Linked DNA regions of Mus musculus: regions 2 and 3 are each linked to region 1. The links are chromatin contacts, called in public Micro-C and promoter capture Hi-C maps. All regions are on one chromosome and are shown on one strand. The core of a region is the stretch at or near the end of the contact, and the rest is flanking DNA. Distances in the headings are between cores, read along the strand shown. Region 1 holds the start of Bcl6 (B cell leukemia/lymphoma 6). Region 2 has its middle 47 kb from the start of Gm32196. Region 3 has its middle 170 kb from the start of Trp63.

What was found. Promoter capture Hi-C pulls out the DNA fragments that hold promoters and counts their contacts. Hi-C and Micro-C count contacts between places; a contact is called where the count stands out from the background.
Region 2: a Micro-C map of brown adipocytes shows a contact between it and region 1, with 6 times the contacts expected there. The contact joins the enhancer-like site here to the promoter of Bcl6 in region 1. A contact is called at or near these places in 6 of 39 promoter capture datasets (3T3-L1-derived adipocytes, cranial neural crest, embryonic stem cells and 1 more), 6 of 484 Hi-C or Micro-C datasets (3T3-L1-derived adipocytes, bone marrow-derived macrophages, brown adipocytes and 3 more), 14 of 115 datasets of contacts at active chromatin or transcription factors (the 230-238 cell line, the NIH/3T3 cell line, T-cell acute lymphoblastic leukemia and 10 more) and 2 of 9 other capture datasets (embryonic stem cells and liver).
Region 3: a promoter capture Hi-C map of embryonic stem cells shows a contact between it and region 1, with 6 times the contacts expected there. The contact joins the enhancer-like site here to the promoter of Bcl6 in region 1. A contact is called at or near these places in 7 of 39 promoter capture datasets (the 3T3-L1 cell line, the C10 cell line, embryonic stem cells and 3 more), 1 of 15 datasets of contacts at CTCF or cohesin (large pre-B cells), 2 of 484 Hi-C or Micro-C datasets (both in embryonic stem cells) and 4 of 115 datasets of contacts at active chromatin or transcription factors (embryonic stem cells and large pre-B cells).

Annotation. Positions count from the first base shown.
Region 1 is chr16:23,987,482-23,990,587 of GRCm38.p6, reverse strand. It overlaps Bcl6 (B cell leukemia/lymphoma 6), which reads left to right and starts at 1,736. Exons shown (of 10, transcript NM_009744.4): 1 at 1,736-2,013. It overlaps Gm31527 (a long non-coding RNA gene), which reads right to left and starts at 2,321. Exons shown (of 2, transcript XR_384770.3): 1 at 1,360-2,321.
Region 2 is chr16:25,223,545-25,226,244 of GRCm38.p6, reverse strand. No RefSeq gene overlaps it. Among named protein-coding and RNA genes, the nearest start is that of Gm32196, 47 kb to the right of the region's middle. Within about 2 kb of position 1,259, at least 13 of the 459 cell types and tissues checked have an H3K27ac peak or open chromatin away from gene starts, as enhancers often do. A contact at or near this core is called in 3T3-L1-derived adipocytes and brown adipocytes, where this site is marked.
Region 3 is chr16:25,516,123-25,518,877 of GRCm38.p6, reverse strand. No RefSeq gene overlaps it. Among named protein-coding and RNA genes, the nearest start is that of Trp63, 170 kb to the left of the region's middle. Within about 2 kb of position 1,502, at least 8 of the 459 cell types and tissues checked have an H3K27ac peak or open chromatin away from gene starts, as enhancers often do. A contact at or near this core is called in embryonic stem cells and stem cell-derived epiblast-like cells, where this site is marked.

The DNA.
Region 1 (3,106 bases), core at 487-2,986:
AAACTTCTCATAGGACCAGTCCTCTGTACCCCACAAGCCAGCAGTCTTCCAGAACTCTGCTTGCATCTCTATTTTTAAGCCCACGTTTAGGGTTGTGGTCCACAAGTATTCATTAGAAATTAATATGTGGAGATATTTTGCGAATGCTTGAAAACCCCTCTGTGATTTAACGAGCCACTTGAAGGACTTTCACAGCTAAAGCCCAGAACAGCCTGACCTTTGAAAGAGTCTTTTGCTCCAAACACTTTGAGTTCATTCTAGTTCTTAAGGAATCTGAATATTATTTAGCTCACACCCTTCTTGCAAGAGACAGACATAAAAGAAACAAGAGTCTCACTCATCCAGGGATGAGTAGGAGGGCAAAAACCCCGACCAACATTTAAATAAGGAAACTGCAGCTATGAACACATAACCCAGGGCCCACCGTGAAAGGAGTCTGCCCTGTATTCACCTTTTAAAATAAAGGAAGAAAGAAGGGAAAGAAAGATTCCGCTCCTCTCCTCCCCTCAGCTCTGCTCCAAAGCCTAGAGGACCCGGCTGCGAGCAGTGCGCCTAGTGTAGCACAGCCTGTACTCAATACGCGCAGTATCTGTGATCCTGGCAGCCAGGCCTTTAGAATTCCCTCAGGCTGATCCCTTCAACACATACTGAAGAGATTTTTTTTCCTTTCTCCCGACGACCTTGAAACGAACCCAGTGGGGGTTTAAAAAAAAGGGTGGGGGGAATGTTCAAGACCTTAAGAAAATAGCAAAATACAAACATGTATTTGGCTTCACAGAATGTTGTAACAGGCAAACATTACACGTACCCACACACACATTTCTAGCATCAAGAAATTTCCTGAGAGTCAACAGTAACAGAGTAAACCCACCACTCGCTGTCCTGGAAAGAAACAAACCAAACCAATCCAAATCCTTTTACATCTCTTTCAAGTGCAGGAAAGCTTCAGCAAAAGTCCAAGAGGAAAAGGAAATTGTACCAAGGGCGGCTGGGGGGCGGGCGGGGGGGGCGGGCGGGGAGCGGTGGTGGTGTTGGAGGTTGGGGCTGTCATATGTGGCCAAAAATGTAAGCTTCTGTCAATGGTATTAGGTTGAAATATTGCACCTTTAGAGAGAGAGAGAGATAGAGAGAGAGAGAGAGAGAAAGCGAGAACGCAGGGAGACAATAAAACCAACGAATGACAGTCCCGACGATTTACATAACACCACAAACTTGCAAAAGGCAAAAATCAGAAGCGGAAAAAAAACCCCACCTAAATCATTAAAATACAACAGGAGCATCCCAAGCCACCATCCCCAAAGGACCCCCCCCCCGCCCCAACATAATTGTCCCAAATAAAAAGAAAACAAATGAACCCACCGAAAACTGCTTGGCAAATATTTTTCTCGTGGTGCCTAATACTCTAGCTGGAAGGAGCTGTGGTATTTATTGTTTTCTCCCTCCCTCGTCTCTCTAAACCTGCCTCTAACACACTTGTTCTAACGGCTCAACTCTCTCGCTCCCTTTTGTGTATTTAGCTCGAGGAGCCGAGTTTATGGGTAGGAGAGGAAGAATTAGCCCCAGACCCCGGGAAAGCAAAGCGCACTCTCCCTCTTATGTCACCGAATAGCAAATTAGTTCTCAGAATTCCAGAGGCCGAGCTTTGCTACAGCGAAGACGCCGACGTCACGGAGCCCACGTGACGGCGGCGGAGCGGGCGGTTCCATCGGTGGCCCGGGGCAGGGAGGGTCGCCTTGTAGCCGCGCGCGCCCGCCTCGGGACCCCCGGTGTTCCGGGCGGCGGTGCTGCGGGAACCACGATCCGCACTATAGGGCGGCGAGCGGCGCGGCCCCGAGGCATTCTGCCGGCCGGGAGGGCGCTGCGGAGCGCGCCGCTGCCACCGAGTCCTCCCCTGCTGCGGAGCAATGGTAAAGCCCGCAGCTCAAATTCCGAGAATTGAGCTCTGTTGATTCTTAGAACTGGGGTTCTTAGAAGTGGTGATGCAAGAAGTTTCTAGGAAAGGCCGGACACCAGGTGATTATTGCTGTTGCTGCCGCCGCCGCTGCCGCTGCCGCCGCCGCCGCTGTTGCCGCTGGTGCCGCTGCCGCCGCCGCTGCTCATGATCATTATTTTACCTTTTAATTCTTTTTTTTTCCGCTTTTGCCAAATGCTTTGGCTCCAAGTTTCCTATGTGTATCTATTGATATAAATGTATCTATTTATTGATTCTAGCTGTCAGGTGTTAAAATAAATGCCGAAGATCAGCCCCACGTCTCTCCCACTGTAGGATCTAGCTTTTCGCATACGTATTCTTCTTCTTCTTCTTCTTCTTCTTCTTCTTCTTCTTTTTTTTTTTTTTTTTTTTTTTTTTTTGCTGTCTTGGAGCGCCTCGGCCGCCTCGGGGAGGCTGTGCCGCCCTGCCCGGTGTTGTTTCGGTGTTTGGAGACGCAGGGGCGCGGGGCGGCGGGCGCTGGGTTGCGCGGCCTGGGAGGGCGGACCGCGGCGGCCCCGCCGGCTTCGCGCGGCTTGGCTTGCTTTCTCTGCTCGCTTGCAAACTGCCTTCCCCGCCGCTGCCTCCCTCCCCGCTCAGTTCTCCCGGTGCCCGCGTTGGCGGCCGTCCACCGGCCCCGGCCCCGGCCCCGGCCCCGCACAGTCCCTGCCTTGCACCCGAGCCGGGAGTCAGCGGGGGGAATGCAAGCCAACTCCTCGGCTGGTTGTTTTATTTTCCCTTTTCTTTTTGGTCATAAAGCCAGATGAAGTATCGTGTCTGCAGTTTCCTTTGAGAGCCGTGATCTTCCCAAGGAGAGACAGTGTTTTGGGAAGGCTTCGCTTGCACGGGGGGCGGGGACGTTGAATACTTTGAAAATTACTCTTTCTTGGTTGGAGTCGAGGCAGTCGGGAACCCGGGTGCGCTCGGTCTGCCCAGCCCGAGGAAGGAGGCTTGAAGGCGGGACAGGGATTTTGGGGGAGGGTGGGAGAGGGGTGCGCGGTTTTTTTGTTTTTTGTTTTTTGTTTTTTTTGCACCTGCGGCGCTTTCAGCGTGCGGGACCCGGGGGGGTCTTGGCCAGCCAGCCCGGAGCTCCGGAGAGGTGGCGGGATTTCTGGCGGCCGCGGTGTTTGTATTTTG
Region 2 (2,700 bases), core at 10-2,509, 1.2 Mb before region 1:
TTTGATAAACACCATGACCAAAAACCACCTGAGAAGGAACGTGTTCATTTCATCTTACAGATTAGTCCATTGCTGAGGGATTTCAAGGCAAGAACTCAAAGCAGGAAGCTACAACAGATTCCACAGAGGAACGCTCCTCACTGGCCCTGCTCCCAGGCTAGCATTTTTTCTCTCCAATAACTCAAGTCTATATCCAGTTGACAGCTAACGCAAACTAGGAACCGTACCCCTTGACAATTTGATACACCAACATCAACATATCACCTTAAGCTATAACCTTTTCTTTCTTGTTAGTCTTCAAGAACTTACGTGACTATCATAACTTAAATAAGTACATTAAAAGTCCCACACTCTTGACAAACCGGTAACGCCTACAAACTACAACAATGGCCAGAATAAAAAGCAAGATATCCCAAAAGATACAATAGTAGAACTTATACCTTGGGGGTAATTCAAACGCCTCAGACTCGGACTTAAGGCCTAACTAGAAGGCAATTCATGCCTAACACTGTAAACTTAGGCAACCAGCCATAGATGATAAGGCCATGGAACCTAAAACACCTGCTGTTACCATTCCCCTAAACCAGTAAACTTTCTCACTGCAGTCTAAATAACATATTCACTTAACTTACTTTTACCTTATACACCCAGATAAGTATTGTTTTCACCCAACATCAATGAGATCACTACAGAAAAGCCACTACCGGCCAGAGATGCTTCTCACTCCTGACTAATACATTACATCATAACCCTTCCATCTAACACTTAGGACACATCACAGAAGAAACGCAAGGAGATAGTAAGACTACTGCTATCTGCTGTAGGACTACTAAGACTACTGTGACATAATCTCTTCTAAAAAGAAAAAAAAGAAAAAGAAAAGGAAAAAGAAAAAAAGAGGGGGAGCACAAAGTGAGAGGGCAGGGGGAGGGGCTCCTCTGGGAAGAGTTGAGGAGAGGACTGAGGAGGTAAATAGGGTGAAGATATAGATATATTCTATGAGATTTCCGAAGAATTATTTCAAAAATAACATACTTTTGCTAGTTCAGTGTCTCTTTAAAGTGCTTTAACTGTGACTCCTGTAAAACCAAAAAGAAATTAAATACTTTCTTTTCCAAGAAAGGAGGAGAAGCAGGGCATAATTACAATCAGATCAACATAAAACAGAAGTCCAGTAAGTCACTCTGTGTCACATCTGGGACTCACTCATGACCTAGTTTCAAAAGGCTTGGTAGCTCAGCTCTGCCAGCCATAGCTGTCTAAGAGTCTCAGGCCATCTCTTTAAAACAGCAGCCACTCCTCTTGGTGGATGTCCTATGGTTCTCACTCCAGAATTCTGGGCTCCTCACTAAAAATGATACTTTTACCAATTCCCTTTCCTCTTCTTTCTTCAGAACTTGTCACATGCCAAATGTCAGCCACTCTCCATATCCCTCCTTGGTCTTGCATCACTTGTGCCTTCAAAACGAGTGCTAGATGGGTGATCCTTATACAGAATTAAGTTCAGCTTCCAACTTTAGATGTAGAAAGAGCCCCACATCCATAGCCATTACTAGTACAGCAACTACTGTACACTAACCCTGTGGAAATACTTCCCGAAAGATTTCACCTCAATGATGCTAATCTCTTGTTAATCCTGATTTCTCATCCCCAGATGAGCAGCATCAGTTGTCCAGGAAAGAGATTTTATTCCTAGGTTCTAGTCTCTTGTCAGTCACAGATGATTCTCCAGCCCCTGCTGACCAAACACCAGATTAATTCAAATATATCACACAAAGATCCTCAACAGAGACTTTTCTTCCCTCTCAAACTTGAGGAGCCGGGCCTTCGTCATCTTGATTTCTCTGAGCATTCTTATAGTTAAGTTCCCATGCAACAGCCTAGTAAGGTCTAAGCACTCAACATCTTTTTCAGCTCAGATCTCCAAATGGTTCTACAGTGCTACCCCCAAAGCAGGTTCATCGCAGCCACAGGCTTCTCTCTCGGTACCACTGTAATAAAGCACTGAGCAAAAGCATTTTAGGAATCAATGGGTTTATTTCATTGTGAAGGTTTCAGTCCTTTGTTGATGTAAGTCAGCAATGAAACTAAAGCAAGGCTTTGTTTATTGCTGTAAAACAGAAACCACCGAGTGAGGAATTCTGCTTACTATCGGGCTGTTGCGTTTGTGTTCAGCTATCTTTCTTGTATCACCAGGATTTACCTGCCCAGTGATGGCACTGTACACAGTGATCTGGCCCTCCTACAGCAATTGGCAATCAAGAAAAATGCCCCTGGTCACGCATAGCACTCAATATGATTGAGGCAATCCTCCAGTTGAGAGTCCCTCGGATAAGTAAGCATCCTTTTAAAATGATCTCTATTTTATATCAAGTTTGTGGGGTTTTTGGTATTTATTGATGTTGTATTCCTAGCAATCTGTTACTGTGTTATGTTTTATAGATATAAAGATAAAAAGTTATGCATTCCTGCATTGCGTTATCTTAGAGGTATTTCATAAGGGCACAAGTATAGACACAGCGCATTACAACAGGAATAACTGTTAACAATATAAGGTAGAGACTGGAAGATTTGCATTGGCATCATGCAAACATTCCTTTTCCTTATTGATTCTCTTCTGCACTGGCCTTATCAGTGAGACTCTCCCTGGTTTCTTTCTTGAGCTAGTTTCCTTTTATAAAGTTTCTTAATGAGCTCCTG
Region 3 (2,755 bases), core at 253-2,752, 1.5 Mb before region 1:
AATCATAAAATAAAAAACACTTTACCATTGTCAAACACATTAATCATGAACCATTTATTAGCTTTTTTACTCTGAAACTTAGAGGCTGTGCACTCGCCCTTATTTTCTAAAACGAACAGTTTTTCCAGCAGGGGCCCTCTCGCCACGTGTCTGATTCCTGGCTGAAACACGTGGCAGCTCTCGGCTTTGCAGATAAAGTTTTTTATACCATCTTTATTATCCAACACAAAACATAGAACATTCATTCATACAGACTGGACACGAACATACATGAATCGAACACGAGAACAGATTGGTGCACCGGACATTAGACAAGACACAAAAGGTAACAGAGTACTCCTGCTATAAGGCCCAGAGAGATATTTCTCTCTGCTTTTTGGGACATTTTCCTCCCTTATGATGCATTTTTTATTAACTGGGGCAATCCGCCTATTCCTTTTAATAAACCCTTTCTTTTCTCACACCTCATGTAGCTTCGGAGAGCTACGGCCTACCGCCTGATCCATGACTTTAAACCCTTTCTTCTTCCACCTAAGCAGCTTCCTAAAAAGCTGCGGCTAACCTGCCTGTTTCCGTTTCTAGTTCCGATTAACACGCTGCTGACCCAAGCAGAACCAGCGTTGGGTTAGCACTGATTCAAGCTTAATTCGTATCCTACCGCATCCTCAGCAACACTTTACAAAACTGAAATTTTAAGCTAGCGCTAGCATGTGTACCTGTCCGTTGCTCCGATGTCCGATACGAAGATCCTTTCCTGTGGAGCTCCAATGCAGCGTTCCTCTTAGCATCTCTCTGCCATTCTTCAGGTCCCAGTTCCGGCGCCAAAATGTTGCGGCCGCCAGCAGCTCGCAACGTGAACGGTTCGACTGAGAAGGCCGCTCGAGCTGTAAGAGAGGAATCTAGACGGGGCAAAAGAAGAAATGTAGCCAAGACAGTTACTCTGATCAAGGCTCAAATTTTATTGTTGCGACACTAGTTATGAAGGAAGGGGGAGGGGACCCGATTCCCGCCGAATAATCTCTGGTCCAGTAGAAAGGTGCACGTGTGTGGCTCCTCAGGTTCCAGCAGTGGGCGTGGTAGAACGAATGAGCAGGAAGCTCCACCCCGAGCAAGCAGGTTTCAGGCTGGGGGAGGGGAGACTACAGGCTTATAATTCTCAAACTACCCACAGTGTGGTATAGTCTCCTTCTGCTGCCTGTGAATGAAGATGTAGCCAGAACTCTCAGATCTTCCTACAACACTGTCTAGCTTCATGCTGCCATGTTTCTTGCTATGATGATAATGGACTTATCCTCTGAAACTGTAAACCAACCCCAATTAAATGTTTTCTTTATAAGAGTGGTCATGGTGACTCTTAAACAGCAATAGAAACCCTAAAACAGTTTGTATGTATTTTGCTTTTACTTTTGAACAGAATCACAAAACACTCTTTGTCCTTCCTGTCTAAGGTGAGTCTTGTAAACAGTAGTCATATATAATGGTCCTATCTCCCTAAGAAAAGGGCAGTCACTTTACATTTCAAAGCCCAGTAGGCCCCCACCCACCCACCCACCGAGCCTACTTTTGTAACCTTCTATGTGTTGACTTCTCCTCAACCACTAGCAGGCCTGTGAATATCAGACTGTTTTCATAGCACAGAGGAATTGTCCTCAACTGTGCCCTACCAAACCAACGCCTTCTGCCAGCATGCACAAAACCACAGCCTTTCAATTTACCAGTTGTTGACTGAACCTTAGCTCCCACCCAGCTTTGCCATTAAGTATGTTGCCATTTATTTATCAACCCCTCCATTAGGGAGAATTAATTTCATTCCTGCTTCAGAAGGTGTATTACACAGGATGTGCTATGAAGAAACACCATGTCCAAAAAGCAAGTTGGAGACACTTCCATATCACAATCCATTATTGGGGCAAGTCAGGATGGAAACATAAGCAGGGTTGGAACCTGGAGGCATAAGCTGATGCAGAGACCATTTAGGGATGTGGCTTACTGGCTTGCTTCCCCTGGTTTGCTCAGCCTACTTTCTTATAGAACTCAGGACCACCAGCCCAGGGACAACACCATCCACAATGGGCATGGCCCTCCCCTATTGATCACTAATTGAGATAATGCCTTACTGCTAGATCTCATGGACACATTTCTTCAACTGAGGTTCTATCCTGTCTAATTATACTAGCCTGTATCAAGTTGACACACAGAACCAGGCAAGACAGAGTGATGGTTGACAAAGATGTCAAGGTTATGAGGTCAACAGACTTGGAACAATGGAGACAGTTTCTAGGTATTTTAAAATCAGAGGAGAAAAAACTTTTATCTCTCATGGGGTGATGCCATGATTCCCCAGTAAGTATGATAGCTATCGAAATTTCAGCCATCTTGCTACAGCTCTGGAGGTGACATAAAAAGACACAGGAAGCCAGAGATCAAATAATTGGTTCTGATTTTGAACCTGAAGCCATGTGTCAGACAGCTACTGTGTGGAACGATATGTTCTTTCTTGTCCTTCTTTGTCTCTTTGGAGGCGTCAGTCTATTTTCATCCACGTGTTTCCTGACATAGCAGTATAGACTGTATATTTACTATACACTTTCTATTTTCCCATTACAGGGAGATTTCTGTTCCCTCTATAACAATGACATTAATCATTAATTACTTGTTTGTTGTTGCTACAATATGTATAGGGAAGGTATGATAAATATTGTAACTAAACTTTTAATATTTCTGCACTTAGCATATACAGTATTATATTTTATTA